Linked DNA regions of Mus musculus: all the other regions are linked to region 1. A link is a contact called in public promoter capture Hi-C data. All regions are on one chromosome and are shown on one strand. The core of a region is the stretch at or near the end of the contact, and the rest is flanking DNA. Distances in the headings are between cores, read along the strand shown.

Region 1 (2,957 bases), core at 257-2,756:
CACTATTTGGAGACAGGGTCTTGACACAACAATTAAACTAAAATAAGGATCTTTAAGGTAGTCCACAACCTAATGTTTCTGGTGTTTTCAGGAGTAGAGGCTGGGACGCAGACATACAGAAGGGAAATGCCACAACGAAGACAGAGATTGCCTGGCACCCATAAGCCACAGAGAGGAGACTCAGAAACAAACCCTGACACCTTCCTTTCAGTCTTCCAGTCCCCAGAGCTCTGAGGAGAACCTTGGCCATTGTGTAAGCCACTAAATCCACAATACTCTGTGATGGCAGCCCAAACCAGCTCGAATGGTTGACAATTTGGGGCATTTATGTCAAGCTGTGAAAGCCATAGTTAACCTGCCTGGTCTCTCCAACATCCCCTCTTGGTCTCTATCCAGTGCAGTGTGAGCCCTTGGTGTCTTCCCAGTGGGAGACAGGATCTCTTCCCACAATGCTGCTTCCTTTTCTTAAGGATACCATTATTCAGACTCTGTGCCCCTCCTCCACTCCACCCTTGAGACATCATTCACTGGCCTCTGCCCTTTGTCCTGCCCTGTGTTCTGTGTATTTGTCGTTGCCCCGCATAATGATGCCCTTTGCACATTGAGAAAGTAATAACAGCAATGGTGATGGTATGGACGAGCCGCCTTCCTCAATTCTTTGTTTGCTCCCTTGAAGAGAGCCTGCAGACAAGTAGGTATGCATGGCCACTATCTTCTCAGCTTCGTTTAGAAGAAGGACACCTCCTTCTTCTCAGGAATAATGGTCATTTTCATACATTACACAGGGGCAGCTGAGAAGGAGAGAAGCTGATCCTGACAGTGCATGGACATATGGGCCTTATGTGTGAAAGAATCCCACTGCCTGCCTCTGCTAGCTTGGCTTGGCAGGGTTAAGTCCTCAGAAAAGGGGGACTAGAGAAAGGTGTGCACATATACATGTGTGCTCATGCATGCAAGAGGTATACTTGGATTCCTTCAGTACGATTCTGAATTCAATATTAATGACAACAGAATTGTCCTGTTTTGTTTTCTGCCATGGCTTCATTTTCTACAGTATTACCTACAGATATTAGGCTTTAAACAGAAGGAAGGAAGGAAGGAAGGAAGGAAGGAAGGAAGGAAGGAAGGAAGGAAGGAAGGAAAGAAGGGGAGAGAAGGAGGAGACAGTGAGGGAATCAGGAGGAAGAGGAGGTATTTTATCTTCCACAGTTTTATGATCGAACTTCTGTCACTCCTAAGGGTACAGAACCCTGGCATTTGCCTGTAAAAAAAAGTTTTAATGCCAACCTCACATTTCTTGTCCCCATAGACTGGAGTGGTCACCCTACTGACCACTTGAGTATTCTTAGTGGGACCATACTCAAGAAGAAGGAGTTCCTGTGACTGGCAGAGAAAACAAAGTGAGCCACTGCCCTGTCAAGTGTCCTTGAACAGGAGAGCACTGCTTGCCACTGTGCTATAAAGGCTCCCTGATGAGTAGACTCAGATGGGACATTGCTCCTACCCCTTCATCCCAGTAGGGGACAGGATGACGGCCCTGGTCTTGTGGGTCTCTACTTTGTTGAGCTCAGTCTGCCTGGTAGCAGCCAACATCTTTGGTAAGTTTGCTAATGCTGAGGCTATGAGTTTGAGGAGGGAGGTTTCAGTCATATGGTTCAGCTAGGCTCTGGCCAGGGCCCTTAAGCATGCCTGATCTCATCTAACCTCACAAATGCCCAGAGGCTAGATATTTGCTCTTTGCTGCTCAGATGAAAGAGGTTCAGAGAGATGAGCTGAATCGCCTGAGGTCCCAGAGCTGGATATTGAGAGTAGTGATAAAAAGCTAGGAGAATGAAGACATTCCCATCACCTCCCAGGAAAGCACAAATGATTAAATGAGCTAAAAGTATCCTGGGGATGGAAATAATGGTTTCCAGTAAGACTGGGAAGGTGAAGACTGTAAAGTAAAGGTGTCTGTGTCAGGGGTGGGAGTGGGGTACGGGTGTAGGACTGGGAGGAAAGGGGCAGACCTGTACCCTTCTCACATATCACTTCCCTTCACACAGAGTACCAGGTAGATGCACAGCCACTCCGCCCCTGTGAGCTACAAAGAGAGAAGGCCTTTCTGAAGCAGGCTGAATATGTTCCCCAGTGCTCTGAAGATGGAAGTTTCCAGTAAGAGTGGCTATATTAGGAGCTCCAGGGTCCTAAAATACCCTGGAGAACCTCTCACATCTTATCCCTGTTATCCCCAATTGTATGGATAAGGTCCTCAGACTCCTGGCCTATGTTGTCATTTTCCGGGGGGAGGAGCTCCTTCTCTATCCTCCCATCTAGGTATTTTGTTGGAGAGACTCTCCATTGAGGGGCTCTCCCCCAATTCTTGCTGAAACTTTATCATAATTGCTTTACAACATAGTGTGTATGGCTTTTCATGAGAAAGCCCAGATAGAGGCAAGGGTGCTCAAGGCCCCCAACCCCCAATTCTCTGGTAGGGCAAAACAGCAACTGCCCCTTACTTGGGCAACCCAGTTTTCATACCTTGCCTGGGCTGCTAGGCCATTTCCCTCCAGGGAACTCTTCTTTGAAAGGAGCTTTTGCAGGTACCCAGACAAATCAGAGGTCCTGGGACTGTATTCCTCCCTGTAGATGAGACTATCGTCTAAATTCCTCTTCTCTATGGTGCAAGAGACCTTATTCCCCTCTGCTGTGGAGTTACATGCAGAGTCCTCACCTCTAGCTATGGAATACTCTTCCTGCTTCTGTATCTTACTCAAGCTTCCTATAGGCCCAATCTGCTGGCTAATGCTAGTCAGAACCACTGAGGATTCAAGATTGTGAGGGAGGAGTTAAGAAGTATGTACGCCTCCCTTTTTTGCCAGCGTTGTGTATGTTTCTCTCTGAAGTTTCAGGCCTGCCTTGTCCCCAGGAGGATCTTTTGTCTCCCTAACCACCTTCTACCCCAAGCCACCCTGCAA
Region 2 (2,957 bases), core at 163-2,662, 910 kb after region 1:
ATATCACTATTAGAGCAAAATCCAGTGGATTATATGTTGGATCATATGCCCAAAAGGCCAGATACCATAAAAATACACACTAGAGATACAAAGCAGGGCAGAGTAGCCTGCGTTAGAACAGAAGATAATCAGAGGAATGTCTCCAAGTGATTTAGATGATGAATTTAGCAGAAAGCCTGAGCATACCTACTGATGTTGTACTCAAGAGAAGAGCAGAGCAGAGCTAAGAATAAATAAGCATGACTGGATATGAACTGTAGAATTAAGTTTTCAACACTACAAAAATAATTTAATTGAAGTCATATGGACTCTGTGAATGAATTAATATACAAACTGTACTGTAAATGCAAAAATATAAGAAATATGGGTTGTAGGCGTTACCTCAGTTAGTAAAAATGCTTGCTTGAGGGTATTGGTTCTACACTGAGCATCCATATAGAGAGTCAAGCATCATAACACGTGTCTGTAATCCCAGCACCGAGGAAGCTGTGATAGCTTCACCAGTCATGCTAACCTAATCAGTGACTTCCAGCTCTCAGTAAGAGACCCAGTATCCACAAGCAAGATAAAAGGACCTCTGGCCTTCCCATGCCCATGTGTATGTACACATATGTACATAACACACATACATTAGAGCACATGTGCATGCACACCCCCATGTGTATACATGTAAAATAAATAAATATTACAAATGTGAAAGAATTTCATAGAAAAATAAAATAAAAATAAAAAATACAATGATTATCAGTTTAAGGAGTAAAAGGGAAAAGGCATACAGAAAGGACAAAAAAAAAAAAACAGTAGAAAAGACTATTTTGTGGGTAGAACTCTGAATAAACAGTAACAATAATAGAGACTCTAAGAACAACAGCAAGAATCTGTGAAAATCCACCTCATGAAAATCACCAGAGACAGTCGAAGAAGAATTACTATATCCATGAACCGAAAACCAAAACAAAACAAATTCTAGGGAAGAGAATGAATACCTGAGAATACCAATATTTGAACAATAGAAATTAATAATCAACAGCAATAATACAAACAAAGGTGTCCATTGCTTCCAATAAAGCAGCCTTGTGATTGGCCTATAGTGACTGTCAATAAATATTTCCTGAATGAAAAATTAAATATACACAAAGAAGAAGGCACTTTTAATATTTTCCTGGCAGAAATAAAATATTGGAGAACTAGAAAGTAGAGAGATTTTGTGAAGGAATAAGTTAACATATTGTAAGATTCTGCACCCAGCTGAGAAAGAATAACAGGTTTTATTATATGTTGATAGACTTCACAAAATAGTTATATTTTAGCTATGGACAGTCTTCAGAAGTTCAAATAATGGATGTTACATAAGCCAGTAGTCTCCTCCTCCGATCTTATTGGGCATAAAAACACAGTAATGAGACTATTAAATCACAGAACACTTGAGCTCAGTCCCTTGAGTATATGAGTCAGCACATCTGGGCCAGGGTTTAAGAATCTGAATTTCAAAAATATTCTCAGTTATAGGACAATTCTTTAACACATTTTTTTACCCTCCTCCCAGATGTTCCTCACCTTTCTATTTACTCAACTTCATGGTTTCTTCTCTAATTCTTCCTGGGCCTGGAATTCTGCAGTGTGATTGATATACCCAATGATACCCCACTGAGAAAACTGCTAACCCTTTTACCAGCAGCTACTAAGTACCAATAGTAAAAATGTACTAGATTAGTAGTAAGACTTTGTCTCCCCTTCTCAATGCTGGGATTTTTGTTTGGATTTAACTTGTGAAGGTCTTGGCATGCCGTCACAGCCTCTGTTTATCAGCCTGTTATGTCTGAAAGATACTCTTTCCTTACAGTCATACACTACCTCTGGCTGTTAAAATAATTTCACCTTCTCTTTACTGTAGATCCCTGAGCCTTGGGAATGGGGTTGATAATGGCATCCCAATAAGAGCTGAGGGCTACAAAGCCTCTCACGCTCTATTTATCCTCCAGCTGTAAATATTTTTTGTTCATTACCATGTACTGTAAGAAGAATCTTCTTGGATGAGGGTTCAGAGATGCTCTACTCTATGGATCTATCTCACAGGCAGGTCATTGTTACAGGTTGAAGTGTTTGTGGCTGGGTGACATTGATCATTACTTTTTTCTTCACTATCATGGAAAATGCCATCCAGCACCATGAATTCTGGGGCACTAGTTTTATTTCTCCAAATTTAATGATATAAGAAAATGCTACCAGAAAGCAGTGTCTTCATCAATAGGACCTTCCCATCAGGTTGTGGAGAGTAAATAATGGCTTTCCTTGGCAATAGCCTGGGATGCTAGGGAATGGGACCTGTGGGACTTCTTTGACCAACAACTCAACAACATATAGCCCATTCCTGGTACTTGATGTTTTTTTTTTTTTTCCATTTCTTTGTTAGATTTTTTTTTCTTCATTTATATTTCAAATGCTATCCTGAAAGTCCCCTATACCCTCTCTCCTGCCCTGCTCCCCTACCCACCCACTCCCACTTCTTGGCCCTGGCATACCCCTGTACTAGGACATATAAAGTTTACAAGACCAAGGGGCCTCTCTTCCCAATGATGGCCGACTAGGCCAACTTCTGCTACATATGCAGCTAGAGACATGAGCTCTGGGGGTACTGGTTATTTCACATTGTTGTTCCACCTATAGGGTAGCAGACCCCTTTAGTTTTTTGAGTACTTTCTCTAGCTCCTCCATGGGGGCCCTGTGTTCCACCCAATAGATGACTGTGAGCATCAACTTCTGTATTTGCCAGGCACTGGAATAGCCTCACACAAGACAACTATATCAGGGTCTTTTCAGCAAAAATCTTACTGGCATGTGCAATAGTATCTGGGTTTGGTGGCTGATTATGGGATGAATCCCTGGGTGGGGTAGTCTCTGGATGGTCCATCCTTTCGTTTTTAGCTCCAAACTTTGTCTCTGTAACTCCATTCCTC
Region 3 (2,957 bases), core at 232-2,731, 870 kb after region 1:
GGATCAGTATGCAAAGAGGAGGGTTCTGGTCCTCAACTGGCTTTCTCCTGGTCAATATTTAATTCAACCTCATCCTAGATCCTATGATATGTTGGCACTCACATTCAAAGAAAGTCTGTGCCTCCCGGGTAATTCGGATATGTCCTCACAGACACACAACAAAGTCCTGCCTAAATCCCCTAAATGGTTTATAATCCACTTTGCAATGATGATTAATTGTCACAGCCATCTTCAAAGATTCTGCCCCCCTAGGGCCGGTATTCGCTCTTAATTGTGGAAAACAGGCCTGGGTTAGTAGCTTCTTCTGGTTGTTAACCTTGGAATTGTCTCGACAGCTGGTTCCTGCTTTTTTAATATCTTGGCAGTTACTTCCATTGCTGACTTCTGTAAATGGATTCTGTGTGGCAGCAGATACTGACTCACATCCTAGGACCATGGCCTTGTGTTAGAAACAGAAAACAGAACAAACTGCACCATCCTCAGGTTGTTCATACATATTAACTGAGCTCTTGCAGCAAATGTCTACCTTGAACTGATAGGAAACCCATACTATAGGAGCTTTGGAAGAAACTCACAGGCTATCCTTGGTGGACCTTATGGTGTTGTAATAGGGCATCAATTGGGAGAAGATTGCCCTTGTAGGTGAGTAGAACCAAGTGGGGAAGGACAAAGATGACAGTGAATTGAGCTATAAAAGGACAGAGATGACACTGGGTGCTACTATACATCATTTTTGTTGCAAGTCAATTTTCTTCTTGAATGGTGGCAGAAAGGTATGTTTGATCCCACTTAACCTTCTCTCAGGCCTCCCTCATCTAGGCTGGTGATTAGCCAATTAAGCTTTTATTATCCAGCACAGGGAGGTGAAGGAGGCTTGAGCACACCATATGAATCAGATTCTATTAGACGTGCGTAGAAAGACTGGGGTAAACAAAGCAATCATTTAAAAATGCTTCATTTATTTGTGTAAGTGTGTGCACATATATGCATGTGTGTGTATGTGTGTGTGTGTTCATGCCACATCACTTCTTCGGAGCCTAGAGAGGAACTTTGTAGAGTTAGTTCTCTCCTTTTGCATTAACCTAGGTTCTGAGGCTGGAACTCAGGTCATTAGGCTCAAATGGCAAGCAGTTTTATCCACTGAGCCATATAGTTGACACCACACCCAAGCAATTCTTGATGGAGTCTCTGTGGGAGATGCATGCTGTTGAGAACATATCCACTGTGGGAAATGCATGCTGGGAGGAGACATATAGAGTGGAGTAGATGGGGAAGATGAATGTTTTAGGAGAGTGGCCTGGTAGGGGATACGCATGCTTGGAAAGATGCTTACTGGGAAGAGACGCCTGCAGTAAAGAGATGCATGCTGAGGACAGATACATGCTGTGTGAAGAGGCATATTGTAGGATGGGAGGGAGATGTAGACTGGGTGAGATGCATACTCAGGGCAGAGGGAGAGGCAGACTGGGCCAGATGCTTGCTACAGAGAAATGCATTCTGTGGAGGCACATGATGTCCAGTGCTGAATGCTGGGGATACTACTTGAAATATTTCTGGATTGCATGGCAAAGTGTGACTCAGTTCTTGATTGGGTTCTCAAGCCAGCTTTTTCCTCTACTGTGTGTCCTAGCCTTCTAATGGTGGATTTTTAGCTTACTAGGACTGTTGTCTGTGAGCACGTGGTTTCAGCATCCCTTGATAGCTTGTTAGATATTCAGATTTTTACCATGAGGCCAGGCCTATTGAACTGGGAACTGAGCTGAATCTCTCAGGCTGCTTTCAAGAGCTGTGCTTCTGAGAGATCCTGCTGTGCAGTAAATTTGAGAGGTGCTGGACTGAATGTTTTCTGGGCAGTTTCTTGCTGTAAGGGTCTGAGATGCTGCCATATTTAACACTTGAAAGAGAAAAGGTTCACTTCATTGCAAACTAGAAGAGAAGCAGTTATCTGTCACCTCCCATGTAATAACAATACCAGGTCATCTCTTAAATTTAGTTGGGATTAATAGCTTCTGTCTCTCCTTCTACTCTGTCTCCTCTCCACCTGTTCTTTCTCTTCCTCCTCTCTGTGTATCTATTTACAGGTGCAGGGGGAAGATAAAAGCCATTGATAGGTGTCTTCTTTAACCACTCTCCACTTTATTTTTGAGAAGAGCCTCTCATTGAACCTGGAGCTTACCAATTTGACTGGATAGGTAGCCAGGGAACGTCAAGAATCCCCTTTTCTGGATTCAGTGAACAAAATTATTCCTAATGATGTTCTGCTATATTCATAGATCAGTGCCTAGTCCAATCATCATCTGAGAGGCTGCTTCTAGCAGCTGACTGGAGCAGATGCAGAGACCCACAGCCAAATGTTAGGCAGGTATATGTCTTGTCTTACCACTGATGTTTGAGCATCAACTCTTACAATATTTATTGAAAAAGATTAAAGCATCAGTAACTACATATAAGCCATGTTCTCAGGCAACCAGTGGGCCTCTATGAATCTTTGTCTCCTGCTTCCCCTTCTACAGATTACCTAAGCTTTAGCCAAGCCACCATTCCCAGTGTTCCCTCCTACCTGTGTACATAGTGCTGATTTTGCTACCTGAATGGATGCCATACCCTACTTTTTAGCCTAAAAAACATCTTACTTACTCTTCAAGGTCCCATGCTAACTTTCCAAGGAAGAGTTAAGTCTTCGCTATAGAGCTTCTGTAACACCTTATAACATACAGCTTTATTATAGAAAGTGTTTGACAACGCTACTAAAATGCAGTCTTTCAGGATAGGAACACTATTTCTATTTGACAGTCAACAAATATTGATTGAGCTCTTGGCATGTGCCAAGGTTTGCTCTAAGCATTGGAGATAGAGTCCAAACAGATACAGTTCTTATGCTTATGGGTCTTATCATTGAGCAAGTGCAGTGATAGTCACTATAATGTGTCAGGACCCAAGACTGAGACCAAAAGCAA

Evidence for each region. Promoter capture Hi-C pulls out the DNA fragments that hold promoters and counts their contacts.
Region 2: a contact with region 1 is called in a promoter capture Hi-C map of pre-B cells, with 6 times the contacts expected there. The contact joins the enhancer-like site here to the promoter of Tg in region 1. A contact is called at or near these places in 4 of 39 promoter capture datasets (the 3T3-L1 cell line, hippocampal neurons, pre-B cells and 1 more).
Region 3: a promoter capture Hi-C map of pre-B cells shows a contact between it and region 1, with 4 times the contacts expected there. The contact joins the enhancer-like site here to the promoter of Tg in region 1. A contact is called at or near these places in 6 of 39 promoter capture datasets (the 3T3-L1 cell line, hematopoietic stem and progenitor cells, liver and 1 more).

What each region holds. Positions count from the first base shown.
Region 1 is chr15:66,669,264-66,672,220 of GRCm38.p6, forward strand. Tg (thyroglobulin) reads left to right here and starts at 1,507. Exons shown (of 48, transcript NM_009375.2): 1 at 1,507-1,598; 2 at 2,046-2,154. The coding sequence starts at 1,529.
Region 2 is chr15:67,575,354-67,578,310 of GRCm38.p6, forward strand. No RefSeq gene overlaps it. Among named protein-coding and RNA genes, the nearest start is that of 1700012I11Rik, 350 kb to the left of the region's middle. Within about 2 kb of position 1,413, at least 5 of the 459 cell types and tissues checked have an H3K27ac peak or open chromatin away from gene starts, as enhancers often do.
Region 3 is chr15:67,542,175-67,545,131 of GRCm38.p6, forward strand. No RefSeq gene overlaps it. Among named protein-coding and RNA genes, the nearest start is that of 1700012I11Rik, 320 kb to the left of the region's middle. Within about 2 kb of position 1,482, at least 6 of the 459 cell types and tissues checked have an H3K27ac peak or open chromatin away from gene starts, as enhancers often do.